Linked DNA regions of Sus scrofa: region 1 is linked to region 2. A link is a contact called in public Hi-C data. All regions are on one chromosome and are shown on one strand. The core of a region is the stretch at or near the end of the contact, and the rest is flanking DNA. Distances in the headings are between cores, read along the strand shown. Region 1 overlaps KSR1 (kinase suppressor of Ras 1). Region 2 overlaps KSR1 (kinase suppressor of Ras 1).

Region 1 (5,438 bases), core at 1,507-4,006, 89 kb before region 2:
ATTTTAAAAAGAAAAAGAAATGAATATATATATATATATATATATATATATATATATACATGTATATATATGTATATGTATGGCTGATTCACTTTGCTGTACGCTTGAAACTAGCACAACATCGTAAGTCAGCTATACTCCAGTTAGATTTATCTGAAGAAGAAGAGGAAGAGAGGGAGAAGGAGAAGGAGAAAAAGAAAAGAAAGATCAAGCAACAAAGAAGGCTGCCTGGAGGGAAACAGAACAAAAATGTTGCCAGCATTTCCTCTTAGCATGAGGTGAACCATCAGTCAGGGGAGTCTTCTTTTCTTTAGTTTTGATACTCTCCACATTTTGAAAAGGAACATACCTGGAAATTACCGAAAATTAAGGAGAGAAGAAACACCCTAAAAAGCCAAGAAGCAATCATTTACTGCTGTGTAGGATGAGAGATGACTTATTTCCTTTGCTTTTCTATACTTTTAAAAATAAGTATTTATGACTTTCACAGTGAAGAAAATGAGAAATGTTAGTAACAAGAAAAACTGATGGACTGGCTCACCTATTATATTCCAGAAACACGATCTGTGCAGACCCCCTGCCAGATGCTTTAACACAGCATCTCGAAGCCTGAAGCCCTTCACCTCCTACACAGACAGAGGAGTTCTGCTCACTGTCAGGAAATGTGGGCCCAATGGTCACCCCGAGATCCACCCCCGGGAGAAAGTCAGATGACCCGTCCCCATGGAGAGCCCCTGGTGAGGGTAGGGAGTGGAGAGCTGCGGTAGCAACTGTGATTGTACCTAAGGGTGTGAAGGTGTCGTGCATGCTGCCACTTCCTCAGCAGGCTGTCTTTCCTCCAGGCACCCATTTCCCAAGTGCAGGTGGCCTGACTCTTCAGGCCCAGCCCCAGTCTGCCAAAGGGCTGAGCCCATGACTGAGTCTGGGCCGCCTGGAGTTCTCTGTTTGGTTAGCTCTGTGATTGGTTCTGATGTGAGCACATGACTAAAGCCAAGCCAATCAGAGACTTCCCTGGGATTGTTCTGCTACAGTCTAGGGTAAGAAACTCTCAATAGGAAACACCACCATGCTGAAATAAAGTGAGGCATAGCTGCTTGTGCCCTGCATGCCTCCCATGTGGAGTGGACTGTCCGAGAAGTGTGCCCTAACAGTACCATCCGAGCCCCTGCATCCAGACCTTCCTGGACTTGTATCACCACAGCTGATAAGACCCTCTGTTTTGTTTAAGCCAGCTTCTATTGGAACTTGCTATGGAAAGGTTCTAAGAATCTTTTACTTAGTAAGCAGTTACAACATGCCCTGGTACCACGTCATCCTCTGCCTACGTATTCATCCATCCATCCATCCCACATCCATCCAATCAACAGACAGCTACTGAAGCGCAAGCGTGGGCCAGGCACCTTACTCACCTTACACCTTAGAGCACATAGGATATAGCAGCAAACCAAATATATAGTCTCTTTCCTTAGGGAGCTTACATTCTATCAGGAAACAATAAAAAACAAATTCAAAAGTAACTAAAATACATAACAGATTTGTGAATAAGTGCTAAAAGGAAACAGCATACTGAGATAAAGTGGTGGGTATGGGGGGCATCTAATTTTAGATGGGGCAGCTTCTCTGAAGAGCTGATTTCTAAGCTCCTGTCAGAGGATGAGAAGGTGCTAGCCGTGAGAGTACAGAAATTTCCAGGCAGAGGAAACAGAACACACAAAGGCCCTGGGCTATGACAGGAAGCAACCGGACCTGTTCTAACATGAGGGGAAGAGTGAGGAGGGGCAGGAGGCGACATGGAAAGAGGCAGATGCCAAATACCTCGGGGCCTTGAAGGCAGTGGCGAGGGGCTTGGATTTTATGCTGAGTGCAAACAAGGCACCAATGAAGGGCTGTATTCAGAAAAGTGAGGTAGTCGGACTGGGGTTTTAAGATGCACCACTCTTGGCTCAGGAACAAGGAAATGAAGAGGAGGGCAAGAGTGATACAAAGAGCAACGTAGGTGCTACTGCACAAGTCCATGCAGGAGCCAGGACTAGGCAGGTGGCAGTGATGAAAAAGAGCCATAGCTGGATTGGGGATAAATATTTGGAAATAGAGCTAGTGGGATTCACTCGTCAGCTGAAGCTTGAGGTGGAGGAAGCAGAAGGAATCAGAAATCAGTATGGAGGCAGCCCTGGGCCGCTGGGGCTAACAGTCGGCCCGGATCCCTGCACGCAGCTGGGTGCAGGTGGGTGCTGCATTCTGAGGTGGCTCCCGGCCTCGAAAGAGCCAGGCTGTCAGGATGGCGGGGCCTCTGGCTCCCAGAGGGAAAGGGTGGGGACGGGAAGAGAGGTGGGGAGGAGAGGCTAGGAGCCAGGGCGGCAAGATCCATGTCGATTAAAGCGGAACCCAGGAGCCAAATACACGTTGGCTTTTCTGGTTTAATCTCACACAGCCTCCCGCTCCATATGGTCCACATGCGGGGCCCATGACAGCCACCCCAGCCAACGAGAAACCAAGATGGTGGCAGAGGCCAGGCAGCTCTCCTCCCCATGCCCGAGGGAGGCCTGACTTTAAACATGGGAATGCATGGACAGAGGAAAGGGGAGAGAAGCCTGCCCCGTTGGGGGCACCACGAAAACCTCTTACCGGCGCCGCCTGCATCTTCAGTTCAAAACACACCACCAGCAAGAGCTTATTCGGGGAGCCTGTGGCCCGTGGCTGCGGCCCTGGAATCCAGCCTCTGCATCACCCACTCTCCCTGCCAGCGCCGATCCCAGCCAGCGCTTCCACTTCCTTTCGCAACTTCCAATGGGGAAATCGCTGAAGAAGAAAAACGGCTCCCTGCCAGCAGGCTCTGAAATCATTTCCCCAGCTGCAGCCAGAACGTGAAGCTGTGATTTTTTAGTTTTCAGCCTGCAGATGGGGCTGGGGGTGGTGTGTGTGGGGGGGGGTTGGGGGACGGTCACCGTGTGTGCCTCTAGCTGCCCCGGGAAGGGGCCCTGCCTCTAAACTCCCCTGCTCACTCCCTCCTCCCTAAGGCCCCCAACCCTCCAGGCCGTGCTCCAGGTCAGAGCCCTGTCTCATCCTCCAGCCATCCCCCCATGAGTCCAGCTGTCTCACTGGGAGGAGTTTTTCTTTCCTTCAAACAATCCTAGTGTTCCCTTTCTTTCTTTCTTTTTTTTTTTTCTCAGAGCCACATATGGGGCACATGGAGGTTCCCAGGCTTGAGGTGGAATCAGAGCTGCAGCTGCCGGCCTACACCACAGCAACCAGGGATCCAAGCCATGTCTGTGACCTACACCACAGCTCACAGCAACGCCAGATCCTTAATTCACTGAGTGAGGCCAGGGATGGAACCCACGTCCTCATGGATCTTAGTTGGGTTCTTAACTTGCTGGGCCACAGCGGGAACTCCCTGTTTTCTTTCTCTATCTCAGGCACCCACACTTCAGTGATCTCCCAAATAAACCCCCAAGCCCTCCACTCTTCTCGTGGAGATTCCACGAACCAGCCCTGTTTCCTCACCAATCTCCTCCCAGACCAGGTGCTTTGCAAACGCTTCCCACAAGGATGGCGCCAGCTCTCTCAGACCCCAGGGTCTTTGCAGTTACTGTGCCTCCATTTGGCGAGCCCTTCCCCTTCTCGCCAAGCTAGCTCCCGGCTCTCAGGGAAGCCCTCCCTGGTGCTGGTCCTTTCCTGACCCCGGGGTGAGTTTGCCCGCTCGCTCCCAGAGACCCCAGGCTGGTTTCTGTCCAGACACTGGCACCAGCTCTAGACTGTGCCTCACTCCCTAGCCTGAGTGCTCCTGGCAGGCACTGGGGAGAGGGTCTTTAGCAGCCTGGCTCTCGGCACACGGCCCGCCAGCGAGGGCTCCAGACCTGTGCTGCCCAACCACCGCCAGAGCCAAATGGCTATTTAAATAAAAATGCAATATGATAGAATGAAATTTAAATGTTGGTTTCTCAGTTGCGCTATACATATGTCAAATGCCACATGGCCACTTGCGGCTGGTGGCTGCCACGGTGCACAGGGCGGAACAGAATGTTTGTAGCATCACAGAAGGTTCTACTGGACAAGCACTGTGCTCGGCAAAGGTCTGGTGTTGGGTGAGTGTATGAAGGCGTCTCTGGAGCTGCCCATCTCCAACATCCATGCAGGAGGGGAGGAGCAATCAGCGGCCGCACAGGTCAGAAGTGCCCACAGCAGGGGCTCTGGAGGTGCAGAGGGCTGAGATGGGACCCTGGTGGGAGGAGAAGGAAGGCAGAGTCCTCTTGTCTACATCAGAAGCCTGGAAGTGCCACACCACCCCACCGCCACTTCCATCTCCGTCCCCTCTCGTCATCCAGCAGAAAGGCACTGTTTCCTGGAAGCCGTGTGACCCCAAACTGGTGACCACAATCCAAGGACAAAAGCCGAGATAATATTCACATCGCTCTTGAGGGATGGAGGCTGGAGAGGTGATATGGGAAAGGAAGGAGGAAGTTATACACGGACACACGGCAACACAGGCCTAGGATGCAGGCATTTTCCTGGGGGACAAGTCAGGGCCCTGGTCACAAAGCCATGAAGGGTCAAGAGCAGCCGAGAAGAGACAAGTCCCATCACACAAAGACCAGTCCCAGAGGCCCCGGGGAATGGCCTGGGGGCAACTTGTCTTGGGGGACCTACTGCACCAGTGTACTCACAGCTCAGCACAAAGACGTTGCTTGACTTCAAGGATTTGGACCCCTTTACCAAGAAACCAAATGAAAAAAGAACAGGTAGAGAGACCCTTCTTCAAAGCCTGACTCCCCCCCACCCTCGTCTCCATCCCACGGTGACTTTTGTTCATTCCTCAGTCACTTCACACGAGCAAATATCTGCCAGGGCTTCCCACACGCCAGGCGCCCTGCTGCCCAGCATGTGGCTTCTGCTGGGCATGAGCTGATGCCCTCTATGTGGGCCTCTGTGTGTGCAGGTGGGCACCCCTCCAATACAGTCATTCTTAAGATATCATGGAGAAATCCAGCTCTTATCCAATCCTTCCTATTCTACGGCTACAGAAGAATGGGGTGGGTTTGCAGGGACTAACGCAGAGATGAGATTCGAACTAAAAGCCTGTAGAATGGTATATAGTCTATGATCCCATTTTAGCATCTAAAAGTGTGTGGGGGTTCCCCAGTGGTTAAGGAATCCGACTAGGAACCATGAGGTTGTGGGTTCTATCCCTGGCCTTGCTCAGTGGGTTAAGGATCCAGCGTTGCCGTGAGCTGTGGTGTAGGTTGCAGATGCCGCTCGGATTCTGTGTTGCTGTGGCTCTGGGGTAGGCTGGTGGCTACAACTTCGATTTGACCCCTAGCCTGGGAACCTCCATGTGCCACAGGTGCGGCCCTAGAAAAGGCAAAAAATAAAAATAAAAAATAAAATAAAAAGGGGGGAGGAACAAATTTGTATGTGAATTAAACACAGTGTGGTACCCT
Region 2 (5,719 bases), core at 2,240-4,739:
CGTACAAAGTATCACGGTATAGACTACAAAATATGCCCCAATTTAAGTCAAATACCAGATCCTATAGCAGTAAAGGTTCCTCCACCCAGTCCCAGGGGATCTTTCAGTGGAAGGATGAGAAGCCCTTGAAGACACAGTCAGATCGGGTTCAAAGACTCAGGCCATCTGGGCTGAGCCAGCCCACTGGGCAGACAGGCTTTCAAAAGAGGCCCCACTCACTGGACACTCCAGACTGCTCCCCAAGACTCTCTCCAGTCCCCAGGTTTCCTAAGACACCAAGTTGGGGACTAGGAAAGCAAACCCAACTTGCTTCCTCTTGCAGGAAACTCCCTGAGGCTGAGGACCAGCACCCGCCCCCGACCCCTGCCCCCAACACAGAAGGGTGGGATGGCAGGCTGCCCTTGGCCATCGGTCAAGGTGGTCTGAGGTCTGGGGTCTGACTCCCCATTCAGTGGTCCTGTATAACCACCCATCACCTCTCCACTCTTTGTTCGGGTTAATAATCTAATAGGTATTCAGGGTAAGGCCCTTCCCTTCGGGCCCTGAACTTCTTCACCTGCACCATCTGGCTGGACTGGATGGAAATTCCAAGATCCTTTGTAGCCCTCTTACCTTAAGAATCCACACCTCCATTTGATCAATCCCAAAGCCAAGGCACCCCAATTGGGGTTCTGATCAATATTTGTGGTTGGTGATGAAACTGAGGTTATAGTTCAGTGAGGTGCCTTTCATGAGCCTCAGGTGATAAAAAACTCACCACCTGGCCATGCACTGCCCAGAGGCGCCCTGTCCCTAGACACAGAGACCTGACATCCAGCCACACTCTGCTGCCTGGGAGCAAGGAAAGATCCTTTCTCTAAATGGCCAACCCAGGGGCCCCCCTTGCTACAGGCACCCACAAAACTCGAACCCACAATCCTTGACACATAACCCAGAACTTCAGCCATGGGGGCCACATCCTGTCTCCAGTTCACACTCCTTGACCTCAGGATGGGTCAACCACGAGTTTGACTATGGCAAAGGGGTAAACACATGAAGGCTGCCATTCTGTAAATCCTGGCACTCTTGCTGGTGGGTGGGTGGGGGAGGGGGGCGGGTGGGGGGGAGGGGACAGGGGGAACATGCCAGGCCCTAAAGATTTCAAAGAATAGGGTTAAATGTGTACAAACACTCTGACCCAGCAAATTCCACCTCTAGGAATACACTCATGCACTCGCCGCAACAAGGTTTCTATTAGCAAGGTGTGGAAAGAGCCTGAATGGCCGCAAGTGGGGACGGGTGTGATGAGTTTATGACATGACCACAAGATGCAGCCACTACTAGGCATAGTGCACACCTGTGTGCACTGGTGCGGACAGAGAACATTTCCATGGCTTCGCACATGTGAGCAGCAGGAATACATCCCTGTACGTTTGTACGCAAATGCAGGGGAGCCAAACAGTAGAAGAATATACAGCCAAACATGAACAAGAATTAACTCTGAGAGGTGGCATTATGGCTGCGTTATCCTGATAGTCATTTGTGTTTTCTTTGGAATAATGAGCCTTTATCATGATGTGGATTTTAAAATATTTTAATACAACTGGAAAGCTAACGAGTGCAGTGCTCACCAGAGGAATGATGCCGAGAGAAGGGCAGGTATCTATTAAAACAATTATGAGTAAGAGGATCTCTAGGCAGCTTCTCATTTCTCAGAATGAGAGCAGCACGGAGCGATTGCATCACACTTTGCTGACAGAGACCTGTCTTTGAGGATGTGCCGGGCAGCACTTTAGGGAAGCGGCCCCCAGCCCGAGCACTGGGGCCGCACAGTCTGGGGTGGCCACCAAAAGGCCCCGGCATCTGGAATTGAGCCACCAGGCGCCCCTGGGCTGGCCCTTTTTGTTCCTGGCCACTTCCTTGGGCTCAGCTGTCATGACCCTGAGCAGAATACCACCCTGCCCCCAGTGTCTAGAGGCAGTTGTGAGGTTCAGAACATGAGCTCTGAAGACCAGTTAACCCAGGTTCTACCGCCGAGTAACTCACTCTCTGAATCTCTCTGAGCTGCCATGTCCTCATCTGCAGAATGGGGACAAAACCTCACGGGTCCTTGTGAGCATGAAATGGGGCAACACGTGCCAAGAGCCTCAGAACAGGTGACCGAGAAGGTTTCTCGTTCCAGCTCTGCCCTCGCTCCGCTGGAAGGTCCTCCCATAACCCCACAGGCCCCTCTACGCAGCTTTCCCTTTGAACTGAATGCAGGAAAAGATCCCAATCAGTCTACTCTGAAAGGATGTCCTTTTCAAAAGCACAGAGAGACTTGGCCACAGGCACTCTTACTGCCCCCACCGCTGCGCACACGGCCACCAACGACCAGGGCCTTTGCAGCCCCTCTCCAGGCCACAGCCACCGGGCAGGTCCAGGATCCTGGGGTGGGGAATGCAGTGTTCCCAGCTTGCCAGCCGACCTGGCGGGGAAGGAGGCCCTCCCAGTGGTGTCCCCAGGCAGAGGCTCACCTGGGCTGCAGATCTGATAAGGCCTCCCTTCCAACACCCCCCAGGCCTCCCCATTCTTGGGACCTGCAGAGTCCTCTCCAGACTGCCTCCGAGGAACGCTGGTGGCAAGTTTCACCAGGGGAAAAAAATTGCCAAGCTGAAAGCAGACACCAAAGGGGACAGTGCCCCAGCTCTGCCTCCCTCCGGGGGGTGGCTAGAGTGAAAGCCTCCCACAGGAGGTTAGAACCATGGGGCAGGGCAGAAGCAGAGAAACGCCACACTCTGAGGCGGGGGCTGGGCGGGGAAAGGAAACCGGACTTCGCTCTCAGCTCTGCCAGGGGCATTCGACTCGGGACAAGTCACTACCAAGACGCTGGGACTATTTCCCATAAAAGCAAGAGTCGGACCGGCCAACCAGCACATTCTCAATTCCGAGGCACTCTTAGCAAGTCATTGTTCTGAAGTTGCTACTGTTTGCTGGCCTGGCTCCTCCATTAGACCCAACGTGTCCCCACACACTGGGAAAGCATCCCACCTACCTCAGCATCCTTGCCAGGGTGGTGGCAGCGAGCAGCTCAGCAGGCAAATCAGTAATAACTGCAGGTTTGTTGAGTGAATACATGTCCATGCACACCCCCAAGGACCTGCTCTGTGGGAACAAATGGCACCCCCTCCTCTCCCAGCAGCTCTACCGTCCACCACTCTGGGAAGCGGGGGGGCACCGCAGGGAGAGCTCAGGTCCTCCACACCGCAAGGGTCTGACCTCTGCCACAGCGGAGCGGAGTGAAGGTCAAGGCCCTTTGAGGACCCCTTTCTCTAGATCAGCTTGCTTAGCAGAAACTTGTCTCTATAAGAGCACCAGATGGGGACACTTGGTGTGGCAAGGCCTGTCTCTAGAAAGTGCTAGACGGCTGGCAGGAAAAGGCAAAGTTACAATGTCCAGAAAACATGACTCCGTGAGGCACCACTGTCTCCCTGCCTGGCACAGATCTGGCCCAAAGAGGACACGTGAACGAAGGAAAGAACCCACGTGGAGCTCCAGGCCCAGCTGCAAGGCAGCCAGGTGTCCCCGTGTGAGCACATCCGGGGAAGGAGAACATTCCATCTCGCCTCCGTGGAGTTGTCAGACCCCAAGGAGGGTCTGATGGAGAGAAGGCACCAGGTTCTGCTGGAATGAAGTTGCCTCCCAACTTCTGTTTACAGATTCAGACTCTGGGTTCAGATTTTATCTCCTTCCCCTTCTCATCTCGAGAGGAAAAAATATGCGTGTGATGAAGGCTGGTGGATTTCCAGGAAATCTGCAGAGACGGAGGGGGGTCCAGCACACCGACTGGCAGGTAGGAGGCAGATATTAAACCTTGGCTTCTTCCAGTCTTTTGGATCCAGACTGGACCACCACTCCCTGGAGGAAGGCAGGGCCCCAGACGTGCTGACCCCCCACCCCCGATGATCCAGGCTACGATCTGAGGCACCAGCTGTCGGGCCCAGGGTCAGGGACTTCCCGGGGCACCTCATTGAGTGCATATGTAGTGGGAGCCAGAGTGGGCTGGGGTTCCTCCGATGCTGGGAGAAGTCTGGCGTGGTTGCGTAAGCCAAACCCTCTGGTCAGCCCCTTCTTCAAAAGCCAAGAATCCAATGTTGCAAGCCCTGTCTCTGGGGGCCCTGGCCTGGTATGTGAGGAGAGCCTGCAGAACAGGAAAGAAAGCCAGAGTGGACATCCCACTGCCCCACCTGACCTCACCACAGGCTGCCGGGACTGTTTCCTGGCTTGTGTCACCAGCTCTCGGAAACAAGAGCCGGCTGTCAAAGAACCTTCCCCTACATGTGGCCTGGGGTGTGAATGCCTTCACTGGACTCTCACTGGGAAAGTTCATGGGCTGACTCTCTTGGTAGAAAGCCTGCGGACTTAGAGACTCACAACAAAGTCACCGGTTTAAGTAGCCTTGTGCCCATTTTACAGATGAGGAAGCCTGAGATTCAGACGTCATGGGACTGGCCCAAGGTCATACAGACAGTATCTGGACCCGAATTCAAAGTCACTGGCCACCGTGCCCCTGTCGTCAGCATGCTTGGAGTAATACCATCCCCCCATTCTATCAGTTTGGTAAATCTGGATTTTAGAACCACTCTTAGGGATATTCTTACACAGGGGTGTTAGAACAAACATTTATTTCAACCCCATTGAGGCCCCTTCCCTAGACCGCAGAATTGAGGGCCATAAGAGCCTGCAGAGACCACTCTAAGCTCCCTATTCAAGAAGGGAGGCTGAGGCCTAGGGAACTGGATCCTGGCATCTAAAGTCCCATCCCCCAAACAGCCCAGGTCCCACCTTTTCAGGGAGTAAGGTGGACCCAAATCCACATGATAGTGGAGAGGACACGGAGCTGGGTACTGGGTCTGGTTCCCACTGCGAACCCCTTTGGGCCTTTGGATGGGCTTCTGGTGGCCAGAGCTGATCATCCAATACACACCCAGGAAGGAGGCCACTGAATAAACCAACCCAGAAACTCAAGTACAGGGACACCCTGGGGTGTCCTAATGCCAACCCTTGGTCCAAATGAGTGACCCTGGAAGTGAGGGCACCAAGAAGGCAAGGCACCGCTTCCAGAGAAAAAGCAGCACATGATTCTCCCAGGCCCACTCTCCCAAGCAGGAGCACTTGGGAGCGACGTGGGGACATTCAGAGAGGCTAACAGAGAACGTTTTCTCATCCCAACAACGTAGCGGCCCAACCAGCCCTGTGTTGCTGGACAACGACCCCTCCTCCCAGAACGAAGCCACACAGGCCCCCTATTGTGTTGGTTTAAAAACTGAACTTTGCTGGGCAAACACTCTCAGCTGTGTTCAAGAAACCAGTTTCTCTCACCAGTTGGAAAACAGCAGCGTGCATGCAGAAGGGACAGTCGTGGGGGGGAAGGGGTGGGGTGGGGTGGGGTGGGGTGGGGTGGGGTTGTTGGTTGGTTTGTTTTTTAAGTAAAAGCCCTGGTCAGTACTGCTATAGCAACTACAACAAAAATAATAATAGCTAGCACTGATGAGATGCTTCCAATGTCTCTGGTTTCGTAGCTTTCAAGAAAATAAAACTAAAGGAAAACAGTCACCCCCGACCGTTTGGGATCAAACAGGGATTCTGGCCTGTGGTGTGCACAGAGGACCGGGTCTCATAATTGCCACAAATCACCAGCTGGCCTGGTCACCGCTGGCAGAGACAATGGTGGTGGTGGTGCGGGGAGTTAGGATGAAAA

The links. Hi-C and Micro-C count contacts between places; a contact is called where the count stands out from the background.
Region 1: a contact with region 2 is called in a Hi-C map of retroperitoneal adipose tissue, with 1.9 times the contacts expected there. The contact joins two enhancer-like sites. A contact is called at or near these places in 6 of 47 Hi-C or Micro-C datasets (alveolar macrophages, embryonic fibroblasts, fetal liver and 3 more) and 2 of 2 datasets of contacts at active chromatin or transcription factors (alveolar macrophages and skeletal muscle).

What each region holds. Positions count from the first base shown.
Region 1 is chr12:44,075,884-44,081,321 of Sscrofa11.1, reverse strand. The region is part of intron 2 of KSR1 (kinase suppressor of Ras 1); the gene reads right to left. Among named protein-coding and RNA genes, the nearest start is that of LGALS9, 77 kb to the left of the region's middle. Within about 2 kb of position 2,756, at least 11 of the 83 cell types and tissues checked have an H3K27ac peak or open chromatin away from gene starts, as enhancers often do. A contact at or near this core is called in retroperitoneal adipose tissue, where this site is marked.
Region 2 is chr12:43,987,266-43,992,984 of Sscrofa11.1, reverse strand. All of the region lies in intron 1 of KSR1 (kinase suppressor of Ras 1), which reads right to left. Among named protein-coding and RNA genes, the nearest start is that of KSR1, 63 kb to the right of the region's middle. Within about 2 kb of position 3,489, at least 10 of the 83 cell types and tissues checked have an H3K27ac peak or open chromatin away from gene starts, as enhancers often do. A contact at or near this core is called in retroperitoneal adipose tissue, where this site is marked.